Linked DNA regions of Hordeum vulgare: region 1 is linked to region 2. Evidence: chromatin contacts called from public Hi-C data. All regions are on one chromosome and are shown on one strand. Each heading gives the region's core, a stretch centred on a gene start, on an enhancer-like site or on the middle of the called end of the contact. The rest is flanking DNA. Distances are from core to core; before and after follow the strand shown. Region 1 holds the start of LOC123411868 (ethylene-responsive transcription factor WIN1-like). Region 2 has its middle 84 kb from the start of LOC123412162.

What was found. Hi-C and Micro-C count contacts between places; a contact is called where the count stands out from the background.
Region 1: a contact with region 2 is called in a Hi-C map of leaf, with 4 times the contacts expected there. The contact joins the promoter of LOC123411868 here to the enhancer-like site in region 2. A contact is called at or near these places in 2 of 6 Hi-C or Micro-C datasets (leaf and seedling).

The regions. Positions count from the first base shown.
Region 1 is chr7H:525,629,645-525,636,761 of MorexV3_pseudomolecules_assembly, forward strand. It overlaps LOC123411868 (ethylene-responsive transcription factor WIN1-like), which reads right to left and starts at 5,501. Exons shown (of 2, transcript XM_045104827.1): 1 at 5,218-5,501; 2 at 4,091-5,017. The coding sequence starts at 5,300. The coding sequence ends at 4,417. LOC123411870 (a long non-coding RNA gene) reads left to right here. Exons shown (of 5, transcript XR_006613346.1): 2 at 1-2,537; 3 at 3,315-3,492; 4 at 3,582-3,662; 5 at 4,421-4,510. LOC123411869 (a long non-coding RNA gene) reads left to right here and starts at 4,907. Exons shown (of 3, transcript XR_006613345.1): 1 at 4,907-4,993.
Region 2 is chr7H:525,004,920-525,012,423 of MorexV3_pseudomolecules_assembly, forward strand. No RefSeq gene overlaps it. Among protein-coding and RNA genes, the nearest start is that of LOC123412162, 84 kb to the right of the region's middle. Within about 2 kb of position 2,917, at least 2 of the 3 cell types and tissues checked have open chromatin away from gene starts, as enhancers often do. A contact at or near this core is called in leaf, where this site is marked.

The DNA.
Region 1 (7,117 bases), core at 4,251-6,750, 630 kb after region 2:
GAGGGGTAGGGGTCTGATCATACACTAGCAGTTATACTTACCAACGCTTTGCAATGGGTGGTTGGCTGGTCTACAGCTAGCTGCTTGCAGAAATGCTGATTAGACCTTATTCTTCTAGAGTGTATTTTAGAGAATGTGCAAGAGCTTTGCACATCTTATCATGAAGAAGTGTGCCAGATGTGATTTATCTTTGATAAAAAGAATTATCGATACCGATAAACCCAGAGAATGTTGTACACACTAACTGCAGGCAAAGCATTCCAGAGCAGGTTCATTACCTTTATACATTATCAATTAGCTGTGTCCGCACATAGCATGTTTCGCTGGCATCTTCCCAAACATGGTAAATTGGCGGTTCTCTCATGTTGGGTCTCTTTTAGACTATATCTTTGCATGGTGTAGTAATTTACTCGCTGGATATTTCAGCAGATCACTCACCATGTGTTTGGAACTTGGAATAGTTATAAAAGTGTGGTAGTATACTTTTCATTTGAACCATGGCAAGAAAATTACAGGTCACAATCCAGTGACAAAATTTAGACTCTCAGCCCTAATCAACTCTAGTTTCTTTACTTCTTAATTGCAAATTTATGGTTCACTATTTCATGCATGGTTAATACTCCATTTTTTTTGCTTTGGGTGTTTTTTCGGAGAAAGAAGTTTTTAAACTTTGAATGATGTTTTCTCATACTCCTTCCGTCCACGAATAAGTGTACATTTAGCTTTAAAATTTGTCCATAAAAATGTGTACATCTATCTTCTCAATGCACTATAAAGTAGAAAAAAAATGCTTCTCTCTCATCACATGGTAATCAAGACCGATAACATTTAAGACATGATCTCCTTACTTTCTACATGCGCTTAGCTCATTGGGTGTGGAATAATTAAAGATGAAAGAGGTGATAGCTTGCATCTTTTCAATGCAGTTTTATACTTCACTTTATAATCTGTCTTAAAATTTCTATATGCACACTTATTCACGGACGGAGGGAGTATCTGAGTATATATTGCATAGTATTTGCAAAAAAAGTATATATTGCAGTGGAAACCATGCATTGCAAGTGTGCGGTTGCTGATATACCAAGTCTTATGACCCTAACCCTACAAGTTTCTATACCAATAATACTACAAGTTGGGGTGAGATGCTTTCCATTTGAACTATTTGTGAATCCTTAGTGCGAACTCATCCCTTGAGTGGTTTATGGGAGAAATAATTTCAGTGAGCTTCTATTTTAAATACACTTTTCTTTGTATATGTGTGAATTGCCTTAAATATACTTACCATATCTTTCCCACTTACTATATTATATGTTTATATATTTTATATACTTAGAAAGATTGGAGTTGGTGGTCGTCTGTTCATTCTTCTCCCAATCTTCCTCCTTCAAACTTTGACAAATGGGACAATCTTTGCCTCCGTTTCGAAAAAAAAAAACAAATGGGACAATGCAAGCCTTCACACTCCTCGTGAATCCCCCCTTCATGACGTCTCCCACCACTAATTACACTTGGGCCAACTGGCCAAACTCAAAGTGGTCGGACCCTTCCGTGGACCCTGCACAAGAGGGAGCTAGCACCGGGCAAAACTCATCTAAGCTAGCATACAAGGTTCTTGTTCTTGGGTAAACCAAATTCCACCTTGTTTCCTGTGGTTCCGTGGCGTAGCACTGACATCTTTGCTAGTAAGTACTCCATCTGTCTCAAAATATAAGACCTTTTATTTTGAGATAGAGGGAGTAGAATATACTGGAAATGTCCGCTTAAAATTTATTCTTCACTTTTACTACAAGCTAAGGAGTGCATGACATCCTTTGTCTAATAGTGTACCTTCGCAGCTTCCTCTTTATCCAAAAGTTGAAACATAGCACCTTTCCATTTTTTTACTCATTGCCAGGGGTAATACTCCTGTTATCTTTACAACCCACTTGACAATGTCATTAATCAATTAGTTGGCATGTACATGCACCATAATTTGGGCCATTTTAGGTGGATCTGGGGGATAACAGTGTCAACATCGCTGGGTAACTTAATGCGTTATGCCTTACAAATGTTGATTAGGATGGCATCGCCAGATTGATTCCAATGAGTGTAGCAAAGGGCAAAGTTAATGTTGGGGGACCAGTACACCTACACTACTGGACATATTGAATGCATGCTTTTGCAACATGGGAGGTCCTTCACCAGCTACTGTGGCACCACAAGATGTCAAGGCGAGACTAGTATGATTTTTTCAGAAAATATAGTAGCAGCAGCAGTGTCACTACCCTAAATCATTGGAGCATCATATATCTAACAATTTGTTCTGCAGGACATATAAGGTGCACTAATTGTCATAATATTTCAGCTTTGCTGTGCGGAGCCCATTTATTATGTTTTGATGGATGGAGACCTGAAGTGGTGATCACCTTTTTCTGATAACAAGGACATGACGAGAAAGGCAAACTGATTTGTTTGTATCTAAGCATCCCAACTCAGTAGGGATCTCGCTATATTGGCATCGCTTTTGCTTCTGGCCACCACCATTGGATTTCACCAAGGTCTTAATCAGGTTTCATAAGTTTGTGTACCACTGCAGTGCTACTAAATGTGTAGTGCCACTGTCTTAGACCTCATACTAGTGTTATGCAGCAATGGCAGGCAGCTAGTATATATCCTCATGCTGCTATTATTATTCTTATTTTTTCTGACATGATTGTACTTTATGGCTGACCAACTAACTGACCGGGCCCTTCTGCATTGACTGCGTGCTTTACCAACCTATAGAACCAACCGTGTAGAGCTGATTTGCATTTCATTGCGACTATATGTGTGTGTCGTGAAAATAAGAAAGGGAAATAATATGGGGACCATGGATCTTTATCACCCATTTTAGTGCTTCCTTTTCTTTTCCCATTTAACATTTCATACATGATTGTTATCTTATCCTGAAAACACTGTTGGTTGCTACCTCGTGCTGCATTGGCGTCGCAGCATAGAACGCCATTGTTTGAAGGTGACAATGCATATATATGTATGAAAACCCAGCATATATAATACTGTATGCATGTGGTTTTGTGCAACATCTTGGTTTAGTTGATGCCTTGTGGTCATCTGTTGGTCCACATAGCCTAGTGCAGTAGTGTGTATGGTCTCTGTACTAGTCATAGGCTTAACATGGTTACTGATTATTGATCATCTCCCAGCTGGACCTATTTTAATACGGAGAAATGTGAATCTGATATTATTTCAAGTTCGATGCACTAACACATGTTGACGTTAATGCACTGACACGTATTTAAGTTGGCCTCTAGCTGACGGATGCCGTTTCCCTGCAGCAATGTTCTTAAAGCACCTGATGATTCTCTATGGTGACTGATCCCTTGTATTACAAGAGTGTTACACAAGGGAACATCCAGGAATTGGATGGATGGTCTCATGCGCAGGAGTAATTGATTGACAGATGTTTTCGGTAAATTGTGTTCTTCGTCTCGGTTTGGCTTACCAAATGATTTTGTGAGTTTACTTCTCAATTATATTCTCATTGATGCTCTTCGGCTAACCACTTGCTTTGAGGTCACTAATGGAGTTGAGATTGTGTACAGGAAAACTCGGGGTGCATGCTCTCTCTTTTCTTCAATTGTTACTCCTTCCAGCTATAGAAAGTACACCATCTGTTCCCTAATGTAAGACGTTTTCGCAAAACGTCTTAGGTAGTACTAACATACCGCATACATGTTGAGAATTTTGTGCTTGCATTCATACGACAGCCCATACACATATTTTGGAACCTTATTCTTAATTAGGGTTACTACTACAGGACTAGGATGAGCAGTGCTTACAGACGATTGTCTTGTCAATTAAAGAGTTTGCAAATATCACCTCACCATATTCCGGATATCCTTTTGGTGATGAGAAACCTTGGCTGAAAACAACACATCATCGGTTCTCTAACAAAGGAAATCAAATGCACAAGAGTACTGCATTACAAGGTGTTTATTACATTTATTAGAAAGCGATATCATTGAGGTTCTCTAACAAAGGAAATCAAATGCACAAGAGTACTGCATTACAAGGTGTTTATTACATTTATTAGAAAGCGATATCATTGATATATACGTAATCATGTAGTACTATATAGTCTGATGATGTTGATACATAGTGTGACTATCATGACGGTGACGGCATATACTTAGTTACATACAAGTAAGCCTTTGATTAATTTATAAATACACAGGGCTTCACACACACGCGTACATACACAGTAGTAATTAATCGTTTCCTAAGCTTGATTTTACGTAGTGCGTAATGGAGAGATACTCGGCTGGTACCTACGATGTGGAGCAATGATCTTAACTGCTTGTGCGCCAACCACCCTACCAGATCCTTGATCTGGGATGGTGACCTGATCACACTTTCTTAACCGTGCAATATTTTTCTTCAGATGAGGAGGCTGCCTTCTTCACCGTGCAGCAGCCCATGTGACGGCGAAGCCGGGCTGCTCCTGCTCAGCAGCTCCTCTATCATCTGCAGCGCGATCCTCTCTTCGTCCTCCATTGCCTCCGGTGGGGAGCCCGTTGTGGACGTGGACGTGGACGAGGAAGGAGTCGCCGACACCGTGCTGTCGCTGGGCGTTGGTGGTGCCGCTGCGGCCGGCTCCTTGTTGAGCTCGACGGTCATGACCCAGCTGGAGTCGGCACGGGCACCCGCGCGCTTCTGCCAGACGCCAATGTGGGACTTCTCGGTGTCGAGGCGGAGGCAGGTGAGGGACGGGGACGGTGTCTTGCAGCACTTGCGGAGCTTGGCGCTGAGGATCTGTGACAGGCTGCTGGCGCCGGCGGCCCCGGAGGACGACGAGCCAACGCCACCGCGAATGTCCCGTGCTGCTGCTGCTGGGGCGACGATGATCTCCCCGTTGGCACTCCTCGGTACGGGGAAGTTGGTCTTGGCGTTGCGCCCGCTCATCAGGATGGCAGCCTCATCGTACGCCCGCGCAGCCTCCTCCGCCGTCTCAAAGGTGCCCAACCACACCCTCCTCTTCCTGTAAACCATACACACATACATGCATGCATTTTGAACACATCAAGAGAAAATCAACGAAAGCAGCCTTAAAGCAGTTGGCAATTCAAACTAGAGTCAATGTATCTATCTCTCAGGACACGGTGGGATAGCCACACGAGTCGTAGGCCGGAGAGTAGGGGTAGCAGCTATAGAGAGAGAGAGAGCTAGCGAGAGGCTTACAGGAGAGGATGCCTGATCTCGGAGACCCAGGAGCCCCAGTGGCGCTGCCTGACGCCGCGAAACTTCTTCTTGGACTGTACCATGATGTTTCTCTGCGGAATGCAGAGCGAGCGAGATTCTCTCTCTGACAGGGAGGAGGACGGGCAGAGCGGAGGGAAGGAATGATCAGCAGGCAGTGTGGCGCAGTGCGAGTGAGTGAGTGAGTGAGTGTGAGCCCGGCCTCCTCCACGGAAGAGAGGCGGAGCAGTCTAGTGTGGGGAGGAGCGAAGGCCCTGCTGCTCCCAGTGAATATAAGCTACTGCACCTCGGACCCCCCCTGTACTTGCAGAGCGTTAAATGTGGTTAGATAGAAAGATGGATAGGCGGATGCGTATACACCTACGCTTGCATACATACATACATACATACATACATACATACATACATACATACATACATACACATAGGGCCACATGGCGTATGCATGTGTGTGACTGGGAGAGAGATCGATTGGATTTTGCCGGGGTGGCAGTAACTTCAACTGACTGGGAGTACGTGTGCCTTGCGTTCCACGTATCTGTTGATGGTTGGGCTGCTTCCATGCATGCCCGTCCTTGTTTCACTTGTACTCCGCTAGGACATTGGGGTACTGTCAATCTGTCATGTGCGTCACCCACTCTAAGCTTCTCAGAGATTTCGTGTCACTACCATGCAGTACACACACCGAATCTATCCATCATCTTACTGGGACATGGTTACTTCCGGGACCTACAAGTTACAACTCCAGTTTCAGGTTGAAATTCACCACTCCCTATGGAAGTTGTGACATTAGTGACTACCTGACTACCATATATGAATACAAGTATACAACATATGTAGTGGTGCCTAAAGGGCAGGCAATTCAGCTAGCAATCCCCTACTCTGTCTGTATAAGGCTGTAATCCATGGAGGGGGTTGGAGCAGTGGGGTTGGAAGCTGTAACAGCATGCGTGTAGCAAGTGATAAAGCTCAGCCCAGCCAGAGGGAAAGACAAAGACCAAAGGAGAGAAGAAAGATCAAAGATCTCTCCGGCGAGAGCTTGCTGGGGGAAGGGAAGAGGGGCCCCCCGTTGCGCTGCTGGGGTGGGCTGTCGGTGAACTGTGGCCGAGTGGCAACGTAACCACTCCCTCCCCGCTGCCTGCCAGTACGTAACCCCGGTAATTAACTCCCCCACCTACACGCTTGGCGACCTCATTTATGGCGTGGGAGACCTCATTTGCAAGAGACGAGCCGGAGCCATGGATCCAACCCGTCCAGCTCTTTGTGGTAATCCCATTTGGTTTTCGAAATCACTCTTATTGCTAAGGGCATCTTGACACTTTTTGCCATCCATCTAATGCTATCTCTCAAACTTCCGCACGCTGGTCTAGACATTCAAGTTCCAACGAACTACTCCCTCCGTTTCTAAATATAAGTCTTTTAAGAGATTTTACTAGGAAACTACATATGGATGTATATAGACATATTATAGAGTGTAGATTCGCTCATTTTGTTCCGTATGTAGTCTCTTAGTGAAATCTTTAAAAAGACTTATATTTAGGACCGGACATTTCCTCTCATTGTGTGTCTGTTTTAGTGGTTAACGTTGAAGATGTCCTAAGTGCTCAGTGCTATTCCTATATACTCAGCTGGTTGTCATTTGTCGCTAAGGGCTACTCCTATAAATTCCTTGTAGTACATGGATGAAATGACAAGCATATGAAATTGTTTGAACATGGATCAAACTGTATTTGCCAATTTTATAGTATCACAAATAACTCACCATACTAAGAAATTAATTGATGATCAAGGCTGATTTCTGACACTCAAGCTAGTGCAGTAGGAAAAGACTCCCCAAGGGAGAAGAGGAGTGGAGTACAGTACCGGTCCTACTCCACAACAA
Region 2 (7,504 bases), core at 1,667-4,166:
AAAACCACTTGGAGGATTTCCTTGTGGCAATTAGGAGCTCTCAGCCTATAGCAGGATGGAAGAAGCTCTCACTTGGAGGATTTCCTTGTATGCTACAGTAATGTGCCAGCCCATTTCGTTCGGACGCTCATACTTTCTTAGATTTTTCTTTGATTCAATTTTCTTTTTCTCTATTTTTTATTTTCTTCTTTTTTTTTCCTTGGGTTTCTTTATTTCTTCATCGTTTTTTCGTATAAGCTTTCTTTCCTTTGCATTGGTTTCTTGAGTTTTATTTCAATACATTTTGGAGTTTTTGTTTTTTTCTCAGTTTTTGTTTTTTTGCTTTTAACAATTTTCAGCGAATATTTATTTATTTATTTTCTTTGTTTTTCAGTTTTGCTCAGGTTTGTTTCAACACAAAGCTACATTTCTCATATGCATTAGATATATATTTATACATGTTGAACATTTTTATATACATGATCAATACTTTCTTAAATACAAAATTTGATATCTATCTTATTCATACACATTGTGTATTTTTTATATACATAAAAACCATTTTACACACGTTTTACATGTGGAAAAAATATAAAAAAATTGTCTCCTACATCATGGCATATTTATGAAAATATGATCTACGAAACATAACCTTTTTGTGAAAGTTGTCTCCTACATCATGGCAATTTTAGGGAAATTGTGTTCTCTAGAACACGGCAAAATTTCATTTTATTTTGAAAAGTAGAAAACCTTTAGTTTTACCACATCATGGCAAAATGTTTCTACTGGTCAGCTAATTCATTGCATGGTTATGTTTCTCGGGCATTCAAGTTTAACCTGAATATTATGGGACACACTCTTTCATTGAATACATAGCAAATTTCTCTTCTATAGCATGGCAAAAATCTTATTTTTCCCTGTGCCCATGGCAAATTCCATTTGTTGCAATCTTTTCCAAAAAATAGCATCCTATATTTGCCTTGTGTCCATGGTATCTACTAAATTCCCTTCTTTGTTAAAGAACAAATCTCCTAAATTTATCTATTTATCCATTTTAAATTACAAAAAGTTACCATGTTTTTAGAGAACACAATCTCTAAAATTGCTATATGTTCATGGCAATCCCTAAATTTTCCATCTTTTCAAAGAAACAAATCGCTAACTTTTCCATGTAACCATTACAAATCCCCAAAAGTTAGCATGTGTTTTTAGAGAAACAAATCGTAAAATTATCATATGCAATTTTTATTGTAGGTAGCATGGCAGTTATAATAGTAAGAGCATGTAAAATTTATTGCCTTTGTAGTCTTATTGAAGCAACACGGTAATTTTATTATAAAGACCTTGAAAAATTTATGAATTAGACAATGTACAATTTATTAATTAAGCGATGGTAGTTTTATGTTACATAGCATGTCAATTTTGTTATTCATACAATGACAAATTTATTATATAGAGCATGAAACTTTTATTAGTTAGATCATGGTTGTTCTACTGTACGTAGCATAACAATTTTTTATTTAGACCATGGAATTTCTATTAATTAGACCATGGCAATGTTCTTTGTCTTACAACTATTTGTTCTTTTGGACCATAGAAAACTATTGAACTTACTATGGGAAATCTATTTAACATAGCATGGTAAAATATATTTTTATGTATAATCAGATTTATTGACATGGCAAATTTCCACCTTCTCATGAGCACAATTTTTTTACAGCATATAGTTTGCCATGAGAGCATCATAGAAGTTTTATAAACATTGTATGATTTTTAGAGAAGCCAACATTTTCTTAGTTTGCCATGTTAATCACCCATAATTTTTATCTTTTTTTTGCATGACGTGGGAAAATATTTTTTCTGTTAAAGTTGCCATCTGACCATTCCAATTGTTTATAAATTACAGCATGGCGAATTTATTATTCCAGATAACATGGCACATTTATTTAACTATACCATTGTAAATTTATAAATTAGAGGATGATAATTTTATAAAGTATAGCATGGCAATTTTTAGAAATTAGAGCATGGTAGTTGTAAATGTTATCCCTATAAAATAATAATTTTCTTTATTGTTCGCAATTTGTTTTGTTAAAAAATTCAGTTATCTGGGCCTCTGTGAAAGGGCTTCTCAATGGCTGGATCCCTGCTGAAGTGAACACTCGAGAAAGGGCGTCTCGTTTGGATCTTGTCTCCCTCATTTTTTTTTTCTGGATCTTGCCTCAAAAAGAAATCGTTGGATCCCCACTAAAGCGAACGCTCGAGAAAGGGTATCTCGTTCGGCCGGCGTTCGCGGCCCTCACGCGCTGTCAGACAGCCTTGTAATATTTTTTCTCTTAGATTTGCTGTAACCATATATAAATTTGATGCAAAGGTTTGTCATTTTGCTACATTTTATTCATTCAGAAAACTACATCCATGCTTGATTGCAACTCGAGTTCGTTGAATTTTTGCTACAACTGACATTTTGACTTTTGTTCGCTGAATTGTTCCCTGAATATCTCGTTCGCTGAATTGTTCCTCGCCTAATTCCTTAGCGAACAAATCGTTCGCTCGAGGGAACCTCCAAAACTAGCGTCAGTCCGGTATTGCTTGCGGTTCTAATTTTAAAACCGAACAATTTTTTGTGTCTGTTTTCTAGAATGAATCTGCGTTAGTTTGCAAAAGGAAAATGGGTGCCACCTATAGGATAAGGTAGGAGTGGTTGGGCGTGGTACTGCATCGTGGCTATTTTTCACATTTTAACCACGAGGGGCAGGTAGCACAGACCAACGAGACGGCCGATCCTGACGCGTGATCAGCAGTCAGTCGACAAGCATCATTTTCCCAATATAAAAGTTGGCTTTGCGTTCGCATCACGTCGTCCATCGCTGCAGCCGCATGCGCTGCTGATCATAGGCCGGCGACAGGAGCTAGAGTAGCCCCAGCTTTATACATACAGGAAGGCGGACGCCGGAGAAGTCTCCCCTACTCCGATCTGTACGTCACGGGAGCCTACAGTTAACACAGGAAGCAGACGATCATGTTTAATGCAGCGTCTAACCCTAACAACAAGCTACTCGTGATGTGCTAGGACTACTGTGTGTCCCGTGCCCGACAGTCCATGGCAAGACGCCTGCTGCTACGCTGTACTATCACCGGCCAGAGCAACAGGTAACCAATCTATCTATCTGCACTCGAGCAAGTTGCGAGGGGGACTACTGCTCTTGTCACTAGTCACTCGCGACCGAAGTGCGAGGGAACTTGAACTCACTCCGCTTTGAAAGTTAGCTAGTGGATCAAAATTGGCAGTTGGGAGAAGGTGGATTCATCTTTTCGCTACTGTGATGTCACGACTCCTAGAATAAGTTCGGCACAACATGTTAAGCAGCAGCAAACAGCTCTAGATCGAGCATACAGTAGACCAAGTGGTACATACTCTCCGTCCCAACATTGTGCATTAGATATTTTTTATGTCAACCTTATAAATTTTTGACCAAATTTGTAGAACAAATTGTCAATGTCTAGAATACCAAATCAATAGTACAATTTGATCCGTTATGAAATATAATTTAATATGGTATACCTAGAATTTTTTTCAATAATCTTGACGAAACTTTGTGAAGGTTGACTTTCACAAAAATCAATGCACATTATATTATGAAATGGGGAAGTAGTATTTTCTTTTTTTATTGAATACAATACAATTGAAATGCTCAAATACACATAGAAATTACCCCAATGAACACATGAACACACACCTTACCCATATGAGCTTCTTCGAAACATCGAACCAACACAACATTTTGAGATTGACGAGATCACCACGGGTATCTCGTAGTCGATAGGAATGTCTCTTCGCACTGAGCAAACAATACCGAAGAGCTAAATTAAATTGAGGAAAATGCATGCAGTGACGGCAAACCTAAGACTTCACATTGATGGACTGGTTGCATCATAAGAAACCCCGATGGGAAAGTATTTCCATTTTGAGGGCACATAGGCGCTAATCATTGGCACACAAACAAGTGAAGAAAAACATCAATAAGTCAAGTAGACAGGACACGTTGATGACAACTAATTTATCGCAGGATGCTGAAAACATTTTAATTTATTTTCTATAAAACTTCACCAAGAGGGCAGGATGCTCCTCCAAATTCATAAAGAAGAATGAACTTGACTTTGTTTATAAGGAAAATTAGACAAAAACCACACAATTGCAAACAATCAAGCAAAACCCCGACCAAACCACAACCGGTCAACTCAACCTCCACCGTCTACTTGCCCGCTACCCAGAGAGAAGTGAACAAACTTTTGAAGATGCCTCTGGAAGGAAACATGACTCCCGCAAGAGGAGTCATCGACGGCATCGACCCTCGTCGATCAATAGAGTTTTCGCCCAGAAAACATTCAAGACTCCCCGTCAAAACATGAGGAAGGGTTTGGACGCACCAACAGCTGCAACGACAACCCAAAATACGAGCAACCATAACCTAGTACTATTAGAGAGGAGGAAACTTCGACGATGACTCCAAAGGAAAAGGCGCTACCACGTTATCATTGCTCGCAACTTATCCCCATTAGAAGCAAGGCTTTGGTTGCACCTATTTTTGATGCAAATAGAGCTTACCTGGTTGGTTCTCAGGTTAGTGGCTGCAAAAAAGGAAAAAAATCTGAATGAATAGCTGAATTTTGGTTGTACTATTCTCCTTAGTGGCCCGAAATGTAAACGAATTTGACATTTGATATGTTGTACTATTTTCTAGGATAAAAAGCAAGGTGGGAAAAATAATCCCTATCCGATCGCGTTGTATATCTCGCAGTTGCGATTGGGTTTGAAGAGTTGTAGTTGCAGTCTAGGCGGGGCGGTTGCAACTACTACAAAAAATAGGAAAGACTTTTCTACCGCCAACAACCCTCGCCCCCCGACCAGCCCCGATTGTTGTCGCGATGTATGCCTTGCAATTGCTCTTGGGTGCGATGAGTTCTAGTTGCGGTCTGGTCGGACGGTTGCAAGTTCTACAAAATAAACAAAACCTAAAAAAAAGGAAGAAAAGGCTTGGCTACCGCCGAGAACCCTCGACCCCAACCCCCCACCCCACCCCCAAGTTGAAGTCGCCTTGTATGTCTCGCAGTTGCGCTTGGGTGCCATGAGTTGCAGTTGCCGTCTGGTCGGGGCGGGTGTAACAACTACAAAAAAAATAAAACTTAAAAAATGAAGAAAAGGCTTTGCTGTCGCCAACAACCCTTGCGCCCCCCAGACCACCTCCGGTTGCGATTGCATTGTAATTTGTGGTCTGGTCACGGCGGATGCAAATACTACAAAAAAGAAAGAAAATACTTTGTTGCTGCCAACAACCCTTGCCCCCACTCGACCAACCCCGGTTGCGGTCGCGCTATATGCCTTTCAATTGCGCTTGGGTGTGATGAGTTGTAGTTGCGATCTGGTCAGGGTGGTTGCAACTACTATAAAAAACCTAAAAAGGGAAGAAAAGGCTTTGCTTCCGTTGACAACCCTTGCCCTCCCGACCACCCCTGGTTGCGATCGCGTTCTATGTCTCACAATTGCGCTTGGGTGCGATGAGTTGCAGTTGCGGTCTGGTTGGGGCAGTTGCAACAACTATGAAAAAGAAAACCTAAAAAAAGAAATAAAAGGCTTTGTTACCACTGACAACCCTCACGCCCCTAGACCAGGCCACTCCCGGTTGCGGACGCGTTGTATGTCTTGCAGTTGCGCTTGGGTGTGATGAGTTAAAGTTGCGGTCAGGTCGGGACGGTTGCAACTACTACAAAAAACCTAACAAAAATGAAGAAAAAAGATTTGCTGCCACCAAAAACTATTTCCCCTCACCCCCTCGCCCATCCTGTGTTGCGGTCACGTTGTATGTCTCGCAGTTGCGCTTGGGTGTGATGAGTTGTAGTTGTGGTCTGGTCGGGGCGGCAGCAACTACTACAAAAAGGAATAAAAGGCTTTTCTACCGCCAACAACCCTTGCCCCCCGACCGGCCTGGTTGCGGTTGTGGTGTATGCCTTGCAATTCTGTTTGGGTGCGATGCATTGCAGTTGCGGTCTGGTCGGGGCGGTCGCAAGTACTACAAAATAAACAAAACCTAAAAAAGGAAGAAAATGCTTGGCTGCCACCGACAACCCTCGCCCCCAACCACCCCCCGGACGGTTGCAGTCGTGTTGTATGTCTCGCAGTGCGCTTGGGTGCGATGAGTTGTAATTGCGGTCTAGTCGGAGCGGTTGCAACAACTAGTAAAAAAAGAAAACCTAAAAAATGAAGAAAAGGCTTTGCTTACGCCGACGACCCTCGCGCCCCCTTGACTAGACCCGGTTGCGGTTGCAATGTATGCCTTGAAGTTACGCTTGGGTGCGATGAGTTGCAGTTGCAGTCTTGTTGGGGCGGTTGCAACTACTACCAAAAAAGGAAACATAAAAAATGGAAGAAAAGTCACTGCTGCCGCCGACAAGCGTCGCCCTCTAGACCAACGCCGACCGCGGTCGCATTATATGCCTTGGAGTTGTGATTGGAGGATATGAGTTGCAATGGCAGTTTGGTGTGGGCATTTGCAACTAACACAAAACAACTAATAAAAAGGAAGAAATGGCTTTGGTACCACCGACAACCCTTGCCCCTCACTAACCCACGGTTGTGATCGTGTTGTATGTCTCGTAGTTGCGTTTGGGTGCGGTCAATGGCAGTGGTGGTCTGGTCGGGGTCGGTGCAACTACTACATAAAAAGAAACTTGACAATAAGGAAAAAAAGGCTTTGTTGTCACCGCAACCCTTGACCCTCCCGACCACCACCAGTTGTAGATGCGTTGTATGCCTCACAATTGCGCTTGGGTTCAGTGATTTATAGTTATTGTCAGGTCAGGGCGGTTGCAACTACTACTACAAAAAAAACTAACAAAAGGAAGAAAACGACTTTGATGAAGTCGACAACCATTACCCCCCCCCCCCCCGACCATACCCGGTTGCGGTCACGTTGTATTTCTCGCTGTTTCGCTTGGGTGCGGTGAGTTATAGTTGCGGTCTGGTCGGGGCGATTGCAACTATTACAAAAAAAACTAAAAAGGAAGAAATAGGCTTTGCTGCTGCTGACAACTCTCGCAAACCCCTCCCAACCAACCCCGGTTGCGGTCGTACAGTATGTCTCTACTGTCGCTTGGGTGTGATGAGTTGCAGTTCTGGGTTGTCGGGGCGGTTGCAACTGCTACGAAAAGAAAACCTAAAAAAGGTCCATCTGAACACCCCCGGTTGCGGTCGCACTCTACGACTTACAGTTGCACTTGGTTATGATGATTGTAGTTGCGATCTAATCGGGGCGGTTCCAACTAGAACAATCAGAAAACCTAAAAATGAAGAAAAAATACTATGCGCCCACTGACAACCATCCCCCTAACCATCCTCGATTGTGATCGCATTGTGCACTTGGCTGCAATGAACTTGTAGTTGCGGTCAGATTGGGGCGGTGCCAAGTACAACAAAAAAGTAACAAAAAAATCTCCACCAACACCGACAACCGTCCGCCCGACCAAT